Linked DNA regions of Mus musculus: regions 1, 2, 3, 5, 6 and 7 are each linked to region 4. The links are chromatin contacts, called in public ChIA-PET maps. All regions are on one chromosome and are shown on one strand. Each heading gives the region's core, a stretch centred on a gene start, on an enhancer-like site or on the middle of the called end of the contact. The rest is flanking DNA. Distances are from core to core; before and after follow the strand shown.

What was found. ChIA-PET counts read pairs in DNA pulled down with a chosen protein or histone mark.
Region 1: a contact with region 4 is called in an RNA polymerase II ChIA-PET map of memory CD8 T cells, with 6 read pairs. The contact joins the promoter of Sdhc here to the promoter of Copa in region 4. A contact is called at or near these places in 1 of 484 Hi-C or Micro-C datasets (CD4 T cells) and 3 of 115 datasets of contacts at active chromatin or transcription factors (bone marrow-derived macrophages, memory CD8 T cells and microglia).
Region 2: an RNA polymerase II ChIA-PET map of memory CD8 T cells shows a contact between it and region 4, with 12 read pairs. The contact joins the promoter of Tomm40l here to the promoter of Copa in region 4. A contact is called at or near these places in 3 of 39 promoter capture datasets (cranial neural crest, neutrophils and pre-B cells) and 1 of 115 datasets of contacts at active chromatin or transcription factors (memory CD8 T cells).
Region 3: an RNA polymerase II ChIA-PET map of memory CD8 T cells shows a contact between it and region 4, with 18 read pairs. The contact joins the promoter of Dedd here to the promoter of Copa in region 4. A contact is called at or near these places in 2 of 39 promoter capture datasets (hippocampal neurons and liver), 1 of 484 Hi-C or Micro-C datasets (liver) and 2 of 115 datasets of contacts at active chromatin or transcription factors (astrocytes and memory CD8 T cells).
Region 5: an RNA polymerase II ChIA-PET map of memory CD8 T cells shows a contact between it and region 4, with 15 read pairs. The contact joins the promoter of Ppox here to the promoter of Copa in region 4. A contact is called at or near these places in 4 of 39 promoter capture datasets (hippocampal neurons, liver and pre-B cells), 1 of 484 Hi-C or Micro-C datasets (CD4 T cells), 3 of 115 datasets of contacts at active chromatin or transcription factors (bone marrow-derived macrophages, effector CD8 T cells and memory CD8 T cells) and 1 of 9 other capture datasets (macrophages).
Region 6: an RNA polymerase II ChIA-PET map of memory CD8 T cells shows a contact between it and region 4, with 22 read pairs. The contact joins the promoter of Klhdc9 here to the promoter of Copa in region 4. A contact is called at or near these places in 2 of 39 promoter capture datasets (hippocampal neurons and pre-B cells) and 2 of 115 datasets of contacts at active chromatin or transcription factors (embryonic stem cells and memory CD8 T cells).
Region 7: an RNA polymerase II ChIA-PET map of memory CD8 T cells shows a contact between it and region 4, with 99 read pairs. The contact joins the promoter of Arhgap30 here to the promoter of Copa in region 4. A contact is called at or near these places in 2 of 39 promoter capture datasets (hippocampal neurons and pre-B cells) and 3 of 115 datasets of contacts at active chromatin or transcription factors (effector CD8 T cells, embryonic stem cells and memory CD8 T cells).

The regions. Positions count from the first base shown.
Region 1 is chr1:171,148,967-171,152,177 of GRCm38.p6, forward strand. Sdhc (succinate dehydrogenase complex, subunit C, integral membrane protein) reads right to left here and starts at 1,637. Exons shown (of 6, transcript NM_025321.3): 1 at 1,593-1,637. The coding sequence starts at 1,612. It also overlaps a transcript of Mpz not described here.
Region 2 is chr1:171,220,625-171,223,777 of GRCm38.p6, forward strand. It overlaps Tomm40l (translocase of outer mitochondrial membrane 40-like), which reads right to left and starts at 1,890. Exons shown (of 10, transcript NM_001037170.2): 1 at 1,751-1,890; 2 at 1,280-1,529; 3 at 948-1,015; 4 at 544-636; 5 at 181-282; 6 at 1-28. The coding sequence starts at 1,394. It also overlaps a transcript of Apoa2 not described here.
Region 3 is chr1:171,327,685-171,330,719 of GRCm38.p6, forward strand. It overlaps Dedd (death effector domain-containing), which reads left to right and starts at 1,461. Exons shown (of 6, transcript NM_001128609.1): 1 at 1,461-1,842.
Region 4 is chr1:172,081,179-172,084,010 of GRCm38.p6, forward strand. Copa (coatomer protein complex subunit alpha) reads left to right here and starts at 1,351. Exons shown (of 33, transcript NM_009938.4): 1 at 1,351-1,771. The coding sequence starts at 1,732. Ncstn (nicastrin) reads right to left here and starts at 1,571. Exons shown (of 17, transcript NM_021607.3): 1 at 1,423-1,571; 2 at 34-138. The coding sequence starts at 1,504.
Region 5 is chr1:171,279,795-171,282,764 of GRCm38.p6, forward strand. It overlaps Ppox (protoporphyrinogen oxidase), which reads right to left and starts at 1,392. Exons shown (of 13, transcript NM_008911.2): 1 at 1,079-1,392; 2 at 880-974; 3 at 594-728; 4 at 346-461; 5 at 75-207. The coding sequence starts at 966. Usp21 (ubiquitin specific peptidase 21) reads right to left here. Exons shown (of 13, transcript NM_013919.4): 11 at 2,901-2,970; 12 at 2,703-2,817; 13 at 2,155-2,508. The coding sequence ends at 2,418.
Region 6 is chr1:171,359,421-171,362,683 of GRCm38.p6, forward strand. Klhdc9 (kelch domain containing 9) reads right to left here and starts at 1,378. Exons shown (of 4, transcript NM_001033039.2): 1 at 715-1,378; 2 at 322-481; 3 at 35-233. The coding sequence starts at 1,241.
Region 7 is chr1:171,387,048-171,390,289 of GRCm38.p6, forward strand. Arhgap30 (Rho GTPase activating protein 30) reads left to right here and starts at 1,913. Exons shown (of 12, transcript NM_001005508.2): 1 at 1,913-2,316. The coding sequence starts at 2,220. Nectin4 (nectin cell adhesion molecule 4) reads left to right here. Exons shown (of 9, transcript NM_027893.3): 9 at 1-1,240.

The DNA of each region.
Region 1 (3,211 bases), core at 387-2,886, 930 kb before region 4:
GGTGTGCCTCCACAAGCAGCTGATTAAGTCATTTATGTAAAATGGTGTGGCATTTACATATGCCCTGTGCACATTCTCTTATACTTCCAGTAATTTCTGTATTACTTATAATGCCTATTATAATTTAAATATTCTGTATGTTACACTCTATGGTTTAAGGTAAATGGGGTGGGGAGAGCTACTTATGTACAATCCATACACAAAAATATGGAAAAAAATTACTTGTAGACACAACCAATCTACATGAGGACAGAAGGTGAGGTAAATAATTCTTAGTGCTGGGATGACAGAATATCTGACTGACGGAAGGTGACAGCAGGACACACCCACAGTCCCCTCCCAGGGACTCAGTGTAATGCTTGGCAGGTAACACACTCAAACTGCTTTGGGAATTTGCTTTTCAAATAATTTCCATGTGAGACTGGCTAGATCCAGGAAGAACCCAAAGATGAAGACTCTACATACTAATCCCGAAACTCCTAAGATAAATGCCTGGAACCAATATGATCATTTTAAGCTAAATGTTAAACCATTGACCTGATATGCCCTAACATTCACCAGCATGTGTTACATCATAGAATTTGAAAGCATTTAATTATGGTCAAAATTAGGGATGAAAGATACAGCTCTGGAAAACCTGGTCCTGTCCTTCGGCTATGAGGATGCGCAGCAAGATAAAAATAAAGGATAAAGATAACCAATCCAAACTCCCCAAGACTCACTTTTACAAAGAAAGACTAAACAGAATCCCTCTATTTTTATACTGCATGACAGAAGTGGAAAGAGAAATGAAAACATATTTGGGAGAATCGGGGTCTGGAATCTCAACAGCACTGAAGCTAACTTTCCATAACAAATAATTTCCAAAAATAGGACTGGCACAAAACTGGGTTGGGATTTGTACCAGAAATGTCACTAGCCCTTACAACTATAAAGGCTCTGTGGATGATAGCTAATGAGTGAAGAATTCAGAACAAGGGGAAATCTAAGCTATTTCTCTGGACAGAAAATGGACACTTTAGAGAAAGGTGGTGACACCCACCCACCCAATTGTCCCGCTAAAACCAAAATTAAAACAAAACAAAGTGGATTTCCTGGGCAACATTAAGAGACCCACTGTGGATGCTATTATTGACCTTGGCTTGGGAGGGATGCATTAGGATGCCCGACAGTTTCCACCGGTTGCTAGCAGGATTGCCAGGAGTTAAAGCACCCAGTAGGTGCTCCAAGGAGCCCCTCCCTCTACAATCCCTAAGTCCCCCCAAAACTGCAGGCCTAGGGGCCCGCTGATCTCGAAGTTACAGCAGCTTTTTGGGGCCACAAGAGCAGTTTTCGAAGAGGCTTTAGAGGTGGGCGAGGCAGAAACAATGACAGCCGCGCCACTCGGCCACACACAGTGTGACCTCTAAGCCCTTCCGAGCCTCTCCGCCGGGGGAGAAGAGGGGGTGCTAAGATCCCAGGGGCGCGGCCTGCACACCCGCAGGTCCTTTCCCTGTCCCCGCAAGGCACACACCGCTGTCACCCCCTCAGGGACTAATTCAGGTTCCCCCAACGGTCGCGGGCGTGGACTCCTAGCCCCAGGCTAAAGTCACCTCAGCAAGAACGCAGCCATCTTGAGTTCCGGCCTGGACGGAAATGACGCATCGCTCCTCCCCCCGTGTGGCCCTGCCTTTGGGGGCGGAGCCGGCGGGGCGGAGGCGGGGACTATCATATGACACCTCAGAATTTTTAGGCTGGAACCTCCTTTGTGTTCCGGGCTTGGTGGATGGTACTTTTTTTGTTTTGGGTTCTTTTTGGTTTTTTTTGGTTTTAGTTTTTTGTTTTGCTTTGCTTTTCAGTTCTTCGGTTTTCCTCTCACGCGCCAGTTTCTAGCTAGCGTCGTTTGTCAAAGTTTTGGCCAAAATCGCCGAGTGGTTACCGTTAGTGCGTTTACCTGCCCGAGTGTTTATTTTGTAGGGCTCGCTCTGCCAGGCAGCCACTTCTCCGGCTTATTTATTCCCTGAGGATTTCAGAGGCTCACTTCACCCCCCTCCTTCCAAGTTGTCTTAAAAATCCCCTAGTTAGCTGGCTGAGACACCCAAGGAAAAATGCTAGTTTGGCCTTCTTCTGAACTTGGTGCCTCCCGTGTTAGGCAAGCACTATACCTTTAAGCCATATCCCCAGCAAGATAAGCAAACCGTACCCCAAATTGGGCCGTAGGGAGTGTGTCGTGGGCTGCCAGAGGGCCATCCGCCATCCCTTTCAATGTTGGCATCCTTTCTCACCACCTCCTTTAGGCCTGGCAATTCCAGGGTTTGAGCTGCAGCACGAACCAAACTCCCACTGGCCAAAGACAACGCTCTTTTGTTTATTTTTTCAGCGATATGTGGGTGACACCCACAGCCACAAGAGCCTAGGGGTGTGGAGGAGAACCCGCTTTGATTTATATATACTGTATATCCACGGTTTTGAGGATTCCAAGCACAGAAATCAGTTGCAGAGTCTCTCGACTGAGGAAAGAGAGAAAGACATGAAATGAAATGTCAAAGTTCCTGACCCTGGGCGCTGAGGGGTGGCAAGGCAAAGGGAGAAAGAATAAAGGGGGGCAGCCCAGAGCAACTCTTATTCTGTAGCAAATCTCTTTTTGAATGTATTAATATTCAGATCCCATTTATATTTAGCAATCTAGCTCTCTCCTGCCTTTTTCCTTTCAGGATTTAAATAGCACAAATTCGCTTTTTTCCCCCCTTCATCAAATGAATAATATTATTTTGCATTTTTGTAACGTTAGACAAAGAAAGCACTTTGTAGACTTTTAGGGACCTTTGAGGTTCTCTCATCCAACCCTCCGTTCAGTGCAGGAATCTCTTTTGCAGTGTTTCTTGATCTTCAAGATGGACGCGACACAATTCAGTGCCAGCTACCTCAAAACATAAGTTTCATGTTGGTAGCAGTGGCTGTGCCTATAGTCCCAGCACTGTGGAGGCTGAGGTAAGAGGATCGTGAGTTTGAAGTCACTCTCCAGAGACAGGTAAAAGAGAAACAAACTGACATAAAGAAAACAGCTTTTAGAATTTAGTAAGAAGGTCCATCAGTAGAAAATTGTTCTAGTAAGTACAGCTTTCTGCTCCTGAACTCCCTCCCAGACATCGCTCCAACCCTCTCTAACCCAGCTTGCTGACACGCCTACAGTCCTAGTACTTAGTGGGTCAGGTGCTCAGGTCATCCTCAG
Region 2 (3,153 bases), core at 640-3,139, 860 kb before region 4:
GCCATGTCAGGAACTTGGCCTGCTGTGTCTGGGTGGGGAGAGTAACAAATAAAATACCCTTCTCTCTGTTTATATTCAGTATTGCCTCTGCTCCTCCTCCCCCTGCGTCCCCCAAGGCAGGATACCCATGGAGGAGAAAGAGAGGTGCCTCGGTGGATGGAGGCAGGAACTGTGGGTCACCTGGAAGACAGCCTTAGCTCGCAGCCGTTCTGCCAACAGAAGCAAGACCTGGGCGTTGAGACTGCCACTGCTGTCCATATCCCCCACCACAGTGGGGAACACCTGTTAGGGAGCGTAGACAGGAAGGCTGAGATGGGTAGGTAGCTCTATCCATTGGCACATGAACAGGAAGGGATTTCAGTAACATCTCACAGTGCCCCCTGGTGGACGCCAAAGACAAACTCGGGCAGCTTTGCACAGGACTAGCTCGCGTTCAGAAGAGGCACTGAGAACATAGTTGCTGATCACACACATTTCCAAATTCTCAAGACCTACGTCCATGTGCGTTTTACACAGTTGACGCGAGTGTGGGGGAGCCCTCACCTCTGTGGGGCTAAGCTGCCAGTCCCCTGCATAGGCGGTATGGAGGTGGTACCCTGGCAAGCCCAGGGCACTCATGTGCACAGTATGAGCCACCTGAGGAAAGAGGAGACAACGGAGAACAGAGCATTCTATTTCGTTTCAATCCCGTCTCCCACCCTTGACCTTTTTTTCCATCCAGAGGGGGCTTTTTAAAACCTCAACTATTCCAACGCATGCAGAGGGCCACTGGACTTTAAGCAACAAGTCCCACATCTTGTTGCTTAAAGGCATTGGGGGGGGAGGACCCCACACTTCCCCTCATTTGTCCCACATAGCCTAGCCAAGACAGGACTAATAGGTGTAAAGAGGATCCAGAGACAAGCAGGGAGGAGGGGGGTAAGTAGGGGCCAGACCAGTGGGAGCACCTGGAAATGGCTGCTCAGAACCTTGTTGACAACCAGCTTCACGCCTTCCATCTGTGCTGGGAATACATCTGAAGGGAAGGAACATGCACAGATAAGGACCCCTAACTACATAGACGGACTCCCCTTTCAATTGCATATGAAGCACTGGAGGAAATGACCTCCTTTCAAATCCTGCAACAAAACGCTCTGCTTTGAACATCTGGTCCTTTTTGACTGCCGGATGCTCCAGCTGTGATCTCCCCTCGCTGTTCACATCACTGGACATCAGCATTCAGGACCCTCCCCTTCTCTATGACCCTTCATCCTGAGACACCCAAAAGCTGCGGTCTCACCTTTGCACAACCGGTGCAGCTCGTCGAAGCTCCCGGGGTTGGGCAGCGGTTCCTCTCGACGGTGGCTCCGGCGGGGTAAAGTACCCATCGGTGCCAGGCCCAGGGTGTTCCCCATTTTAATCCAGAGGACAGGGAGGGGTTGGGGTTAGCCTGGGGATAAAATCTATTGCTCCCTCTATCCCCCACGGGCTCCACCCCCCATCATCGGGCTCCCCAGTTTCAGAAACTTCCATATGGTTCAATGCTAGACCTGCAATAAGGAACAGTAGGGGGAGAGAACACCGATGCTAAAGTTGAATCCCGGGCACACTCCCGCCCCATCGTTGATCCCTCACCCCCACCTGTCACCCCCGTCTGCTCTCCCATTATCTAGTCTTAACTACTACCGCAGGCTTCCGCTGACTTTCTAGTTTCTCTGTTCTTCATTCCCACGTCCCAAGGGTCTGCCCGCAATGGAACACTAGCCCTTACCATCTCAGACCATCCTGCAGCCTCTTTCCCCCTAGGCACACCCGGTCATCTTGATGGGGGCAGCCATCTTGAGTAATGGCAGAACTGCAGCTTCACCCTGTATTCCAAGCATGTCCGTAGGCGCCATCTTGGAAATGGGCAAAGGAAGCGCCCAAAGACCCAACCCACTCAATGATGAAAAAGGTGCCTCAATTTACTAGTGACCAATAGGAGAGGAGAAAACAGAAGAGTGGCAGGCCTGCAGGCCCCAGGGCTTCAGTCCGAGTGCAGTGGCGAGTGGGAGTTTGTGGGTGGCCCTTTAGACGTTAGTGGAAGGCCCCCTTTTAAGACCGCCCAACCTCCTCAAGGTCGAGATAAACTCTTGAGCATTCAAGACACTAGAGGGAGCATTTTGCCTATTAGACCAATGGAGTTCCTTAAACCGGAACGTGAGAAAAGTGAAACTATAGTTTGAAGACCTATTTTATGAATATATCACACTCAGGGGTTGTGAAGACGTGGTTCACTTTACCCTCCACCTTCCTGAAAGCCGGCTGGAGAATCCCCACAACTCTCCACTCTATACCACCTCCAAAGGACTGCTACTCACAATCCAACCCCCCAAAACAGACCTCTACCGCCCCCCGCCGTCCCCCCTTCCCCCGCTGGAATTCACAGGCCTTGCCTTCCCGGCGTGGTGGCGCAGGCGGATTTCTAAGTTCGAGGCCAGCCTGGTCTACAAAGTGAGTTCCAGGACAGCCAGGGCTATACAGAGAAACCCTGTCTCAACGACCCCCCCCCCCCAAAAAAAATGACTGTGAGAGTTCTGAGGGCGAGGAGAGAGTTGTGGGCAGAACTAGCTTCCGAAGCAGCTACCCTCTCTAGTTATTATTTACATGGAGAAAAGACAAATAAAATCTAAGAATACAACCGCAGCCTGAAGTTACGCTCCTCCCCCCAGGGCCAGGGGCAAGCAGTGATGTGACACTAGAGGTAAGTCCACAAGAGGACAACTGGAAATATGCAAGATTGCATATGCAAGGGTTGAAGAGATGGCGAAGTGGGTAAGAGCAGTGACGAGGCTGGTGAGGTGGCTCAGATGCTTCCCCAAAAGTCATAAGTTCACTTCCCAGCAATCACATAGTGGCTCACAACCATCTGTAATGGAATCTGATGTACCCTTCTGTTGTTTGCATTTATACATGCAAAGAGAGAGAGTCGTGTGTGTGTGTGTGTGTGTGTGTGTGTTTGAGAGAGAGAGAGAGAGAGAGAGAGAGAGAGAGAGAGAGAGAGAGAGAGAACTGGCTACTTTTCAAAGGATCCAGGTTCAAATCCTAGCACCCACAACTTTAATTCCAGTTCCAGAGAATCTGACACTCTTACACAGATACACGTGGAAGCAAAACACATAACTAAAATAAACA
Region 3 (3,035 bases), core at 211-2,710, 750 kb before region 4:
TTACTGACAGCTCCCCCACTTCTCCCCCTCCCCCCAATAAACACTGAGAAAAGGGCTTTTTACTTTTGCCTTTTTACTACTGGGTCTGGCTGGTCTGTTGCTCATTAAATAGGTCCAGTTTTGCCTCAAATCCCATCCTCCCGCTTCTTGAAAACTGGGATTACAAACCTTAGTGTGAGTAGCCACAAAACTTTTTACACATTGTATCTTTCCACTTGGATCTGGTTGTTACCCTATACCTCTATGTAACAACTTTCTCCAAGTTTACCTAGTGACCTTCATTTCTTCCACATTCCGAACCACACATTTTAGTCCACATCTTACCTAATCGCTTACTCTTGATACTTGTAACAAGTTTCCTTGATACTTTTCTCTGTCTGGCTTCCTGTCTGTGCCTCCTCGCTGTCCTATTTTCTGCTTCCTTCCCTCATCTCACTCCTCGAATGCACACATCCTCCTCTTTAGGCCATTTTTCTCTCTTATGGCTCCAAGAATATCCAGACATGCGCAAGCACACTTTCAACTTTCTTGGTTTCAAACCACACTAATTCATATATACTTGCCTAAAAGATATCCCGCAGATCTCTTGAAACTAAAAATAACGTAACCCAGTTATTCAAGTCAGGACACTCATATTTCCTTATCCAACACATGCCTTCCTACCTACACATCGCCACTGTCTCTTCTTTAGCTTCATAATTGATCTCTCTCCCTACCCAGCTCCACTCCCCAGGGACCGAACGTCAGGCCTAACCGTGCTAAGAACGCATTCTTCTACAGTGCTCTAACATCCTTGCGGTCTTCTTCGCTTAAATTAAGTCCAAATTGGTCTCCATCTCCAGGGCTCAAGTAATCCTCCTGCCTCAGGCTTCAGGCTGGCACTAACATGCCCAGAGCTGGCAAGCTGTGATCTCTCTACAATACAAATATAACTAACTGTTCACACCTCTGTTTAGACCCTTCAAAGCCTCTTCGACTGCCCTTAGGATAAAATAAATTTGCAAGGTCTTGAGTCATAGCTCCCTATCTCAAAGCCCTTTGTATTACCTCTTCCTTTAGCCACAGCAGGCTCTCGGCAGCTCCAGAACATACTCGAGCCCATCCCACCCCCAATTCAATTCTCAGCCGTCCTTCACCCGTCAGCTGAGGCGACTTTTCCATAGGAAAATGGGAGCTCAAAAGGAAAACACTGAAGGGATGAATTCCGAGAGAGGGTGAGAAGCGCGGCTGCGAGGTTCGGGTTTCAGAACGTCAGAGTGACAGGAAGTTCAAGGCAAAGGTGAACTCCAGATCGTGACCTTTCACCTCAGTTCACCGGGCAGTCCGACCCCCGGCCGATTCCGCCCTTACGTATCATGGCTGCCAGCCCCTCTCTCCCGAGGGCCTTCGAGCCCGATACCAGCCAGCTCGGGCGCCACCAAGGCTTCCACCTTCAAATACGTTCTCTCTCCGCTTCTTAGAACCTCCCCGCCGCCGCCGTTAGGAGAACCCTGCGTTGCCAGCTTGCCCCTAAGCAAGATGGCTGCCAGTCTCCAGCCTCTCTTGCCGACGTGAAGCTACCCACTCCCCGCTTAATGCCGCTGCCAGGCTGCCCTCACCTAGTATGGCTCCTCCGCTCATGCCTCGTTATGGTCTCGAAGCCGACACTAACCGGCCAGGTTCCGGGAGGCGCTGTGCAGGATGCAGCCACCCCCGCCCGGCCCTCCCCTCCCCCACGCCCGCGGCGGCGGCGGCGGCGGCGGAGGCGGCGGCGGCTGGAGCCCGGATGCGGCTCCGTGAGGCGCAGGCCCCGGAGAGCGGCGCGGATGGATCCAACATGGCGGCGCCGAGGCTGAGCCGAGAGTGAGGCGGCGGGGCGGCCGGCCGGCGTGGGGAGGGGGAGTCGAGTGGGACGGGGCGGGGCCGGGCGGGGCCGCCAAGGGCTTGGGGAAGGAAAGTGGAAGGGGGAGGCGGTGGCGACGTCCAGCCCGGAGAACCTCCGGAGAGGGAGGTGACGGGACGCTGCGAGGTGGGGGAAGGGGAGCGGCCGAGGGGGGCGTGCAGGGGAGATGGCAACTGTGGGAGAGGGCAGGGGTCGGGGCGCAGGAGTGCGAGCCTGGGGAGGGGCGTAAACAAGGGCCCAGGCTGGCCCAGGCCAGGGGCAGTAAAGAGGCCGAGGTGGGGAGCGGGGCTGCGAGCCAGCGCTGGGGAAGGGGTAGGAGCCGGAGGGAGAGGTTGAGGGTGTGGAGGGGACGGGGGCTGGTGGCATGTGGCTGCAGGGAGGGCTGGACTCCCGTGAGCGCCGTGGTGAGGACGTGGGAGGTGGCGGGGGTTGGGGGGGGGGGTTGGATTGGACTTGAGACGTGTGCCGGAGGGAGGTTTTTCAAAGTGTTCAAATTGGAAGCGGAAGGGCCTAAGGGGAGAATTGGGGTGGAAGAGGAGAAGAGAAGCGGGGCTTGGCGGATGGAGAGAGTGGCGATGTGCCGGGGTAACGTAGAAAGTGAGAGACCCGGAGGAAAGTTTGAAAGGAAGGGGGGAAGATAGGGCAGTGGAGCTGCACGGGTGATAGAGGGTTTGGGGGTTTCCCTTTCCCCCCTGTGGAAGGGCAGCAGAGTTAAGCAGTATCAGTTGCAGCCAATTTTAATTGCCAGGCGCTTAGCTTTTAATAGGGTGGGAAGGGCAGAAAGGAATGGTCATGTGGGTTTGGAGAATTGGGGTTGAATGAGGGTTCAACCGGATTTGCTTTCCAAAACACCCGCTTGCTTCCTTGTTTTTCCTGGTTACAAATAGGGAGATTAGTAAAGCTCTTTCCTAGGTTTCTTTTTTTCTTTTCTTGCAATTAGCATTACAAGAATAGGGAAAGAGACTTTTCTGGAGCCTTATATACCAAGGTGGAGGCTCTGGAAGCCTGAGGAGGAAATAGAAGAGACAGACTGGCCTCTAGGTAACAGGCTAATTAAATATGCTTACCTTTACTGACCCTCAAGTTGTAGGAGGGGGAGGAGGTGTCAATATGCGTATTTAGGAAAAAAAACAAAAACAAAACAAAACAAAAC
Region 4 (2,832 bases), core at 101-2,600:
TGACCACAAATACAAATTCCAATTCCAACTTACACTGGCAGCCAATCTGATGAGTGGCGTTGAGCAGGCGGACACAAGGAGCTGTTTTATTTAAGGGAATGTAGATTTTCCTCTCCACTGAGTTTCCCCCACACAATCCTGATCAGAAGATAAACAGTATTAGGAAAAAGTGAAAGATAATTTGGTATTAGCCTCTATCATCATCAGCTCGATTCATGGTTTCAGTAAAGCATTCACGATCATACTGTCTAACACAAGATTAATGATCATTCTTTTCACTTCTTGGCCACATTATTGGAACATAAGTATTGTAAAGAGGACCTAGCTGTGTATTTTAGAAAGTTATTAGACTCCATGATGATCGATTAATTATAAAGCTAAAAGGTGATTGTCAAAAGTCTTTGACTTCAGATGTGCCGGCGTCAAGTTTCAGGGCTAAACAAGTCTGCTTCTTTTAGCTTGCCTGTACATTACTAATTAGTTATCAAAAGAGCTCTGGTCTAAGAATATAGATTGCCAAAACCAAACAAAGAAAAGCACTAACAACAAAAACCACCTAAGAATCTGAACAGACCTAGGAGAAGAAACGTTATGCCACACACCTGGTCAGTTAATGAAATATCAGACCATTTGCCCACACACCTAGAGTATGGGACAGCTACAGTTCCTCCCTTGAAGCTAATCAAAAGCAATGTGAATGTTGAGAAAGACGGAGTCATGGCTATACAAGGAAATGGCTGCATTTCAGGGCTTACCTAGAAAGATATATATATATATCTTTGCTTAACTCTTAGTTGAACACACTATAAATAATTACAGGTGTGTTACTGATTGTACTTCATAATTTAAAGATCACTAAATAGACATTAGATTGGAAAAAAAGAAAATATTCATATACATTAAACGTCTAAGATTCCTTGAATCATTACTTCCCTCTTAACAGTTTAAAGCAGCTAAGCTAACGTTAGCCTCACTTTAGTAAGCTAAGAAAACAAGGAACACAAATTTAGGCTAGAACCAACAGGAGGAAACGGGGGCTCTCATTTTTTCAACGTCGCACAAAGACCACGAAACGAGACTGTTTTGATCTCAAACATACTAAACCGGAGGAAGGGGGCTGAGCTTTTCACACCTGTCCCTTTTGATGGCTGATGGGGTGGCTGGGCTTTAAACAGAGAACGAGGCATGCGAGAAAGGTTGAAGAGAATCAGGCTGGAAACCCAGAAAAGGGCTGGAGAGAACTAAGGAAATGCAGGTCCAGGCAAAGGAGGAACTTATGTCATGGGAACGAAAGACAAGAAGGATTTCCAGGGCGGGGGACAGAGGGGCAATCGGAACCAGAAGGGCATTGCCTGCACTAGCGATGGGCCGTTCCGGACGGCTCCTCTTAAAGACCAGAGCTCCGGGGTGGGGTGACCTCACCTGCCAGTACCACGGAAAAAGACAGAAGAAGAAGACCCCGACTTCCTGGGTCAGGCCCAGAGCCGCCCCTAGTCGTAGCCATCTTGCCTCTCCGCTGGGCGGAAGCCTCAGGTCCCTTCCAGACTCGTAGCGGCCTCTCTAGGCTTCCGCTAGCATCGTCTCTGTGGCCCAGCGCTCCAGAGACCGGAAGTCCTTGTCCGAGGAGCTTCCGGGAGCCGCGACCCGGGAGTAGCTGACGTGGAAGCCTTGGGAGTGCCACCGGGAGCGGCGGGACCCGCTAACCTGACCTAGGAGCCCGAGGCCTGAAGGATGCTAACCAAATTCGAGACGAAGAGCGCGCGGGTCAAAGGTAGTGGAGAAGAAACGGGAACAGCGGAGGTTGGGTGTTGGGGGTAGTGGTGCTGTCACTAAGGCAGGACTCGCTGACCGCGTCGGGCCTCCTGGAAGAACCCGGAGGAATAACCGAGGGAGCGGCTTAGGGTTAGTGGAGTAGTCTGCAGTCCGTGCTGCTTCGTATGTCCTGGAACTTATCGTGTCGTGGCTCGTTAACCTTAGGCCGGCTCCCTACTCCTTCCAGCCACCTCTTCTGGGGGGGTGTGCCAGCCCTTTCTGTTCTTAAGGCCTTATGACTTGGATGCTTTCTGATAACCAGGTTGTATGGAGTGTTTCTGGGGTTTGAGTCTCAGCTTCTGTCACTGGCTACTCCAGTAGCCCGTCTGCTCCATTTCCATGTCCAGTGCTTCCGCTGGACTATTTATTTATTTATTTATTTTTGGCCTATTTGGAGTGAGAGAATGGAGGCCTACTGCCCCACCAGGTCCCGAGCCTGGGTAAGATTGTCCGGTGAAATACAGATGCTTTGTGTTAGATTTGAATACCAGGTAAACAGCTAAATTTTTGGTGATAAGTCTTGAAAGACAAAGGCCTGAGATCACACTCTTTGAAAATGTCGATATTAGAAAAATTAAGTCTATGGAAATCTGATAAAAAATATATCTGGACTATTTCATGATATGCATTATAGTGAAGTGGTTCAGAATTTGTTTATTGGAGTCAGTCAGACTTGCTTAGGAATTCTGAAACGTCTACTAACAAGCCGCCTTAAGGTGTCTCCTTACTATCTCTAAATCTCTATATTCTTATCTTTAAAAATAAGGATAGTTAACACTTTCTTATAAAGAGAATTAAAATGAGAAAGTACATTAACTGTGTTTATAATAGTGCCTGGCAAGACTTAGTAATTCAGAAACTGGAGGTTCTTTAATGGAGGCTATATTCTGGGCAGTTTCTAAGTGTCATGGGAAATTTGATTATAAAGGGTGCCAGTAAGAATTCTTAGTACCACCAGGGTTACATAGAGAGACCTTATCTCGAAATGGCAAAAAAAGAAGAAGAGAAAAGAATTATCAT
Region 5 (2,970 bases), core at 142-2,641, 800 kb before region 4:
CCGGGGTTAAGTCTGAGTTAGAGACTCAGCAACAGGAGGGGAAGAGGTTTGAGACCACCTCTGAGCAATGTCACCTCAGGTCCAAGGCGGCGCTGGGCAAAACTGTGCACAGTTTCATCAGGCTCTTTGCCCCTGGGCTTCAGCAACTCCCTCAGCCCAGCCCAAAACAGAGGTTTTGAGAAGGGGGGTGAAGGACGGAGTAGCCCCCTGCATGGAGGAAGGCATGGTTGAAAAGAAAACTCCCAGATTCACCTTTCAGAGGGTTCTTTTCAGCCATTAGACCCCCTGTGGCTGGAAGGCCTGACAGGGAGCGAAAGGGGGGTGTGTGTAATAGTGAGGTGTTACCTGAGGCCGGAGGGTAGAGGGTGCAGGGTACCGCCTACATACAGGAACCTGTTCTGGGCAGCTGGGTGATCCCCTCGGACAGGCAAGACTTCAGACTCCAAGCCAAGTTCAGAAACCTGTTCTCCACAAGCCCTCAGGAAGAGGAGAAACTAAGGAAAAACTGACCCAACGTTTTTCCTCTCTGCAACTCCGTCCCTTTGGAGAACTCTCCTCCACTACCTGTCCTACACATTCCACAAGACGCTCACCAGGAGCAGGGTCCGGGCTCCCAGGGCTCCAGCCGGCCTAATCCCTCGAGGTCCAAGTTCAAAGATCGCACCATCTGATCCTCGGATTGAGCGGATCCATCCTCCCAAACGCTTGCTGCCCTCCACTAAGATCACCTGGCGCCAAAAGTGAAGCACTGTCGCCACAGGGCAAAGGGACTGGGGGTCGGGGGAAGTGCATATTTCACGGAACAAAAATCTATGCAGCTTTTGCTAGAAATATCAAGAGTATTAAATGAGTCTTTCTCTGGTACTAGTGGGGACTCACCTTAGGAGGACTGGGGCCTCGGATCAGATGATAACTTGCGGCCAATCCACTGATACCTCCGCCAAGTACTATCACAGTCCGGCCCATCGTAAGGCCTGGGAAAAGGTCGAGATACCCCAGGAGAACGGGGCAGGGGAGCACTCTGTTTTACAACTGCAGAAACCCCCACTGGTCCCATACCCCACTTCTGGACACTTACTGATTTATGAGCAACTAATGCAGGGCGCGCGTGTACGTGCTGGTGGAAGAGTAAGGTCTTCGTTCTGAAGCCAGAACTTACCCACGAGATAGGGGGAACCCGAGAAAGTGAGTGACTGATAGAGGCCCTAGGAGCAGTCCATCCTGTCCGTGTGCAGATAAGGGCCACGCCCACGCTATCTCCCCAGCACAAACCCTTCGGAGGCCAGAATTCTACAGCACTCGGTTTTTCCAGCCTCAGGGGTGAGCAGGTTCAAGTCTGGTATCCCCGCCCCTAACTTTTAGGGTCCCTCCGACTCTCCGTCGATTCCTTTCTGGCGGCCTGCGTGACTGCGTTTCACTTTCTTGCTTCTTGATTGGAGGGTCTTGGAGTGCGGGTTCTGGATTGGTGAGCTCTGGATACATTCACCAATGAAAACACCATATTGGCAGTGACGCTACCAGAGGAGCAACAGCCGCTTTCGGAGTCAGTTCCGTGGAGCGGGTTAACCTGTTCGTGTCCTAATCGGAGTTAGTTGCAGTAACCGGCACTGCCTTCCCCAGGGACAGGACAGCGAAATCCTTGAGCATTCCCCAGCTCAAGCTTCCCAGGTCTGTGGTGAAAACCCTGGAGGTGGGAGAGCCCCACGAGCTTTAGTTAGGGAGAAAGAGAGAGACACTTGGAGGCCAGTCCGTGGGGAGAAGGCTCCATAAACAGCTCCTTGATGTTAGCAACAGACAGGGCCTACGGGAGCAAGGGCCGCCCGGCAACGGTACCAGTGTTTGTCAACAGGGGTTCTTGGATGCCTTGCCCTCGAGGGGCAGTACCCCTCTCAGGAAAAACCGGCGTGCCAATGCCTGCACTCTAGTTTCAGGCTTTCCCGCAACTTCACAGGTCTCAGGGTTTGTCTGCCTAGTTCCACTAAACTCAGTGTTTGGGTCCAAGGCTGGGGCCAGCTCAATCCCTGTTCTTTTCCTTCTGTTGTGAGAGCGCCCCCACCTGTCCAGAGACAGAATTGGGGCCCAGAAAGGCTCCAATTGAACCAAAATTCTAGATATCCATTCCCTCTTATCCACAAATACAAACATGAACATCACTTTTTTCTTAATAAATTTATTCACAAAAAAGTGAGATTGCAGAGGTTCTGGGGGCTGTACATGGTCAAGGGTCTGGTGGTTTCTGTACATGGGACAGGAAAACAAGGCGGAAGGGTACTTCTTAATAAAAAAAATAACGGGAGCTACAACCAACCCTCCTCCCCTCCCCGATTAAAAAGACACAAAAATAGACGTCTGTGAGGTAACTGGGGGCTTAAGGGTGTTGGGAAGGTTTTCACAGGTGCCAGGGCTTCAAGATGGTGTCACAGGCACCGAAGTGGTTCCTGCATCAATTGGTAGAACAGCACGTAGCCCTCACTGGATGCCACCTGATTTTCACTGACAGGGGAAACGCTGAGAAGAGAAACGGGACACGGCTGTGGTCAGTGGTCATTCTTGTAGATTCCCCCTCCATCCCACAAGACTCAGAGTAGCCAGGTGGAGATCAGGAGAGACTCTCCACCTATCCTTTGTCAGGAACTTATCTTTTCGGAGCTGGGGGGGGGGCGGTGGGAGGGGGCAGGAGTTGAACAAGAGGCTATTCTCACCGGGAGTCATTGTAGACATGCCAACCAGTCTGGCACCGGCACAGGGCTGTGTAGTGGCCATAGTGGACACTACCCGAGTGGTTGCAAAGGGCATACAGCTGGTAGACAGGGCTTCCTGCGGGTTAAATAACATCAGTTTCCACACCCAGTTGTGTCTCCCTCCTGAAGATTCTTTAGGAGGTTCCCTGCCAGACTCACCCGCTTTGTCGCTGGCAAAGTCCCCTAGGCTTAGTCTCTGCAGTGGGAAGTCTACACCTACTGAACTTTT
Region 6 (3,263 bases), core at 128-2,627, 720 kb before region 4:
TCTCCTCCCTTTCAAATGATAGCTTGGCGCTCACGGGTATCGTAGATGTAGAGATCATTGCAGATCGTATCTCTAGCTCTGGTCAGAGTTTCTCCGCCAAATAGTACAGCGAAGGGTCCCACCACTGAACAGGAATGATGGCGCAGGCTCTGGGGTCCTTGCTGCAGTCCCTGCCCACTGCTCACAAGCCTTGCAAGCTGTTCCCTCAAATGAGGGGCAACTGGTTGTTCCTCCTTGGGCGAGAAAAACAAGAAGGGGTTGTCTGAAGGGTTTGCTTATTGAAGTTTTAGTCCTTTTCTACTTTATGTGAGTAGCTAATACCTTGATTTTCCCAGGGCTCCATTGCCCTGCTACCTCCGGTCCAACTGAGTTGCAGCCCCCAAAGAGCAAAAGCTGATGACCCGGGTGCGGCCCAGCAGTTGGCAGCAGGGCAGCACAGTGGCCTGATCGTGAGGTTGTGTGGCAGCCTTCTTCTTTGTAGCTGTTGGTACACAGAAAATCGGGCCTGAGTTTGGTTTTCTGAAAAGATTCAAGTGTTCTTTGCCAGAGAGCTCTAGTGAAAAAGAAAATCAGGCTTGGGGCAGATAGAGTTAAGCAATCTTGGATTCCAAGACAGAAGGTGCTATGGATAGACTACCAATAAGTTTATTTAGGTTTTGTTTTTTCTAGAATATAGAGAAAACAAACGAACGTTTGGGGGCAAAGTTGCAGTACCAATAAGTTCGGGTCCTGTGGTCCAACTTTAACGTGTAGATGCTTCCGTAGCGTCGCTGAGTGTGGGTACCACCCTCTCTGCCAGACACTCGCAGCTCCCCGTCTGAGAGGCGAGTGCAGGTGTGGCTGCTGAGGCCAGCAGGAGGGCAGTTGCCAGGGTTCGCAGCCCATGCTTCCCACACCTCTCTCTCCGTGTCCAGCGCGGCCACCGTGGATAAGCGACGTGACCCGTCCCAGCCACCCACCACGCAGAGCCAACGACCTCCCACCAGTGCCGCGTCGTGGTGGCTGCGAAGGGGACTACCTCGGGCTACCAGTCGCACCGCTTGGCCTACAGCTGGGTCAAAGATCACAGTGTCGTTGCTGGGCACTCTTGCACCACCTTCTAGGAGACCCCCTACCAGATAGAACCGTCCTTCCAGTTCCGTGCATGAATGGAAGGCACGAGCCAGAAGCACGTCTCGCGCCACTGGCCTCCAGGTCCAGGTTGAGCCTCTTGCTCGACCGAGGGTCTGCACCCCAGCCATGGGCCAAGGGAAGGGGAGAGCAGCTCGGTCACTTCGGGTCGCACTCCTTCACGAAGGGCCCAGCACTTCCAAGCATAGACTAGCTTCCCCTCCAATAACAGCACAGGTCTTCACCCAAACCACCCCTTCTCTCCACCGCCGTCGCCCAGCAACCACTGCAGGGACTACAGTGCGACCGCTGCAAACTGAAGGTCGCAAAGCGCCTGTTACCTTGGAAACAAGAGACCTGGTTAAGCTACCGCGATCTTACAGTGATGTCGTCAGGGGAACGAGATGTGGGGAAGCCAGTAAATATCCTAAAGGATTTGGGCTCCGAAAGGCTAGAAACCGGCAGTTCGTTAGACGAACCCAATAGCCGCTAACTAGCCTGTAATTATGACGTTTGAGGAAGGTGTTGGTGGTAGGATGCGTGGAGGCCGTGTCTTTTTCTTTATTTTTTGCTGCACGGTTTCCAACTTGGAATCTTCTCTAGGGATGAGGTAGGAAGGAAACAAGTCAGAAATCAAAGGTTGAACTTGGACTACGTTGCTTGGGATTCAGAGACTTGAGTAGACTTATTCCGCGATCCTATTTATAAAATGGGTTGTTTGTGATAAAAATTCTTGAAGGTGCTGAATGGATGGGAGAGTTCTCTCTGCTCTAGCCACTGGAGGGCAGTAGAGTCCAGTCTCAGTGAGAGAAGCGACAGGAGAGAAAGGTGCTAAGAAGGGACAAGGGAGAAAGAGATGAGTTAGGGTGGATGAAGTGGGAGAGGAAAAATAGGTTAGGCATATCTTGGACAGTTTTTCACTACTTAGTCCTAGGATGAATAATTATTTCATCTTGACTCATTAGAATAATATAACACATTAAATGGAGGCACCGTGGAACTCAGGATTAAGGGCAGGGAGTTTCCCCTGATAAGATCCTGGGCAGAAGCTGCCCAACCTTAGAAGGTGGGTGGGGGTGAGATGGGGAGGAGAGAGACACGGACTCCTGCCCCTCCCTGCTCTCTTCCTTTTAGTCAAGCTGGGTTACTGAAGGCCTAACTCTGCCCTCGCAGGACTCAATGCAGAACGAAGAGGCTCGGATCAAGGCAGGCTGACTGGGATCAAGGCAGGCTGACTGGTTTCTGCTGTAGGAGGAAATGCAGATTTCTACTTGTCGCTCCAGCTGGGGTGGAGCCGAAATAGGATCTTTGTCCCCCAGGCTGGGCTTTGAGTGGGAAGGATGGCTGTCACTTGGGCCTTTGGTTTCTAAACATGAACTTGCTCCCAACCAGACCACGGATAATGTCCAAGGTTTCAGTGGGAATGATCACGTGATTCTGAGGCGCAGGCTCACACTGGGCCTTTTCCCTCCTGGTCCCAATTAGATCTTGAGAGAGAACTACGTGGGGAGGGTGTGCACACATGGAGTAAAGAATTGAGCCTGGGGGCTGGAGAGAAGGTTCAGTGGTTAAGAGCACTGGCTGCTCTTCCAAAGGACCCAGGTTCAACTCCCAGCACAGCAGCTCCCAACTGTCTGTAATTCTAGTTCCAGGGAATCTGACACCCTCATACCGGTAAATGCACATAAAATAAATTAAAAACAAACACACACAAAGGCTTGGACAGCATCTCAGTAATGCAAGTCCCGGGACCTGAGTTCCATTTCCAGAACTCACACAAAAATAGCTGGACACAACCGTGCGGTGGTGGCACACACCTTTAATCCCAGCACTCGGGAGCACAAATAATAAGAGAGATAAATAGTTAAGTTTCCTTAGCATTTATTTAAGAATAAAGACTTGAGTGTTTTCAGTGCTTATTTAAGCACAGAACAGTAATAAAGAGTCAATAAAGAATTAAATTTTGGCCGGGCAGTGGTGCGCACGATTTTAATCCCAGCACTTGGGAGGCAGAGACAGGTGGATTTCTGAGTTCGAGGCCAGCCTGGTCTACAAAGTGAGTTCCAGGACAGCCAAGACTATACAGAGAAACCCTGTCTCGAAAAACCAAAAAATATATATATATATAAATAAATAAATAAATAAAATAAAAA
Region 7 (3,242 bases), core at 663-3,162, 690 kb before region 4:
TGTGTGTGTGTGTGTGTGTGTGTCCGTGCTGTCACGTTAAGAGTCCAAGTGAATGATCTGTGTGCTACTGGATTTGTGGCTGTGTGCAGAGCATTCCTAGGGTGTGGTGTGTGAGTAGAGTGCCTTATGTGTGACCTCTGCCTGCAGAGGCAGGGATTTTCCTCAGACCCCAGAGCAGTATTAGCGATGCAGAGGTTAGAAGCGAGAGGTGGAGACTGTGGCCAGATCCAGGTGTGCGGGCACAGCTGGAGCTAGAATCTGACCTCCAAAGTGGGGGAGCTGTGTTCCCACCCCTTGGGAGCAAGTGAGAAGCAGACACCGCGGGGGTCTGCCAGAGGCCAGAACTGTTACAGAAGCCCTCTGCCCTCTGGTGGCCTGTGGGCCTGCTGCATGTACGTACCTTCTGTAAATTAAACTCCAAGGGAGCTAGCTTCCTGAGTTCTGCTTAGACTCCCTTAATAAGAGAAAAAGAAACTTTAAAAGCAGAGAAAGAAAGAAAGAAGAAACTTTATTGATGTGTGTGCATGTTCTTTACTGGGCTTGTTTAAGCCAGGCCAGGCCACATAGGCATTCAACCAAACTGTCTAGCAGACCACGGCAGGGATTAGTGCCTGTGGTTCTGGAAAGTTCTCTTCCTAGGATGCCTTCACCCACAGAGGTTCTGGGGAGGGGGCTGACAGCTGGAGGAGTCTGGAACCTGGGGTATGAGGTCTGAACACTGGATAAGAGACTAGGGATGGGGGGGCTTGGCTCCCATGGCCCCTCGAATCTTGTCCTCGCTGTGTCTACAGTGGTTTGTACCTTCACGGCGTTGGGACTTGTTGTCAAGGACTCCTGGTTCAGTTGTGTTGAGGGCAGAGGGTAGGTCGCGGGGAAGGTGGAAGTTCAGGTGAAGAGAAAGGGGTGTTGTGGGTGAGGGTGAGAACAGGCCCTTCCCCAGGGGTTTCTGAGTCATTAATCCGGGGCTCTCTGGCACTTTGTATGTGTGGAGCCTGGGGTAAGATGTTTGTTTTTCTTTAGCCTGCCCAAACTTACGCAGTCAGAATACTGGGATTTAGTATCCAACCCTTGTGTGGCCTGAAATCTGCTGGTCTAAAGGAGAAACTCTCATTTCATTCCCAAGCAGCCCAGGACTTATGGACCCCAAGGATCTGGGGTCTTAGTATGTATATTTCATGTAAATATATGTATATTTGTACATAAAATGATATTCTGTTTTTAAATAAACAGATAAAACCTTTTTTTGTCTGATTCCTGTCTTGCCCCTTGAACTGGGTAAGTCACAAGTGCTATGGACTGAGTCTCTATGTGATTCCCTCCCAGGGAAAGGGCCCAGATACAGCTAAGAAAGGAGCAAGTGGCTTTCAAAAGACATTGTAACCATTTCTGAGAGCCCTCAGGTAGGGCCGTGTGGACATAACCTCCTTTTGGGGAAGCCAGTGCCTTAGTTTCTAAAGTGGTTCTAATCTGACTGTACTGGAAACTTCCAGCAGCTGTGTGGGGTGGTCAGCCGTGTACCCTTTGACAGACAAAGAAACTGAAACTCAAAGTCACCTGGTCTGTGTCCTCATTTTCAAATGTACAGCGACTGGAGGCTCAGTGAAGTAATGTGACCTGACCAAGATGGCAGGGTCATCAAAGAATCCCCCACCCTGGGTATGTTCTTCGTGGTCCTTTCCTGCCGTGCTCACAGGCAAAGCCTCGGGTCTCTGTCCCACCTAGAGATTTCGGTCTCTAGAAATGGCAGCCACCTGCTCACACCCCAGGCACCCTTACTCCACCCCGAGATTCTGACATCACCTTCTGCTGTGACCAATGAATGGAGTCCCAGCAATGATGAGGATGTGAATGCCAGCTACCTCCCCCACCCGAGGCCTGTGGTTGCAAAGATGCTCTAACAGGAAGCGGGTTTGAGGAGCTGCACAGCTTCCTGCTCCCCCTCGAGCTGCACAGGACGAGAAGGGCTAGCGCTCAGCTTGGCCACGAGACACAGCTTCATGCCAGGGTTCTGGTAGCTTCCTCTTCCATATCTACTTCCGTGTGGCCCCAGGGGCCCCCCAGAGGCAAGCGCTGCTGTCCCTTGCCCAGGCCACCCTCCACCTCCAGTTTGGAGCCCTGCCCCCCCTGGGGCTGGGCCAAGCCCAACTACTGACTGGGATTCCATGGGGGACTGGTAGGTCAAAGGTCTTGGGGGACAGAGATCCCGGGGGGCCCTGGTCATGAAGTCTCGGCAGAAAGGAAAGAAGAAGGGCAGCTCTAAGGAACGGGTGTTTGGGTGTGACCTACGTGAGCATCTACAGCACTCGGGCCAGGAAGGTAAGGAGGTCAATTGGAACGGGGCAGCTGGGTGGCTGGATTGCCATGCAGACGCCAACCTTGTCTTCTCCGTTGGGCAGAATGAGCTCTTAGGGAACGGGCAGTGGCCCAGGATCACCACACCTGAGATCTAGGCAAAGGCAAGACAGGAAATGTGGCTCAGAGAAGAAGATGGAGAGGTGCCCTTCTGCGGTAGTTAGGGACCGGGTAGCTGAGAACTCGAGGATGGGAATGCCGAGGGAATGTGTCCCGGGGTGGGGTGGGGGATGAGATTTGGAAAATCTGGAGAGGTGGATGAATCAGATGAGAGAATGGAGACTGGGGACAGGGTGGAGGGAATGGAGGTCGGATGCCAGAAGAATGGCTGAAGGGATAGTTGGTGGAACACTAAGTGGAGATACAGGTAAGAAAGGGCCCAGCGAGTCTGAGGATAGAACTTGCGGAGGGGAGAGGAAGGCATTCTAACTGGAGAACAGCACCAAGGGACAAGGACCTAGCCCTTCTGCACCTTTGCTGGGCCACAGGAGTGGGGGCAGCAGGGAGGAGTGACACTCTTCTTTAAATTGCTTGCAAAGAAGAAACCCGTTGATGGTAGACTGCACCGGGAATGCGGGAAAAGTGAACCAGACTGCTTCAGCCCTGGTTTGAAGTGGGGAGTGGAAACTACAATAAAGAGGGGTGTGCACCCAGTCTGGAGCTCCCTCTGCAGTGGGCCTGGGAGCTCATCACTGTGTAGGACATGCAGTCACCACTCAGAACCAGGCCTTAATTTGTTCTGAAATTGATCAGTGCCGACCCGACTACACTGCCCAGCTTGTTTTCAGCACGCAGAGCAACTTAACAAAAAAAGGGGGCACAATTCTGCCCCCCTCCACTCCACCCCACCCCAATCTGTCATTTCCTCTTTGTCCCCCTTCTCTGGTTGC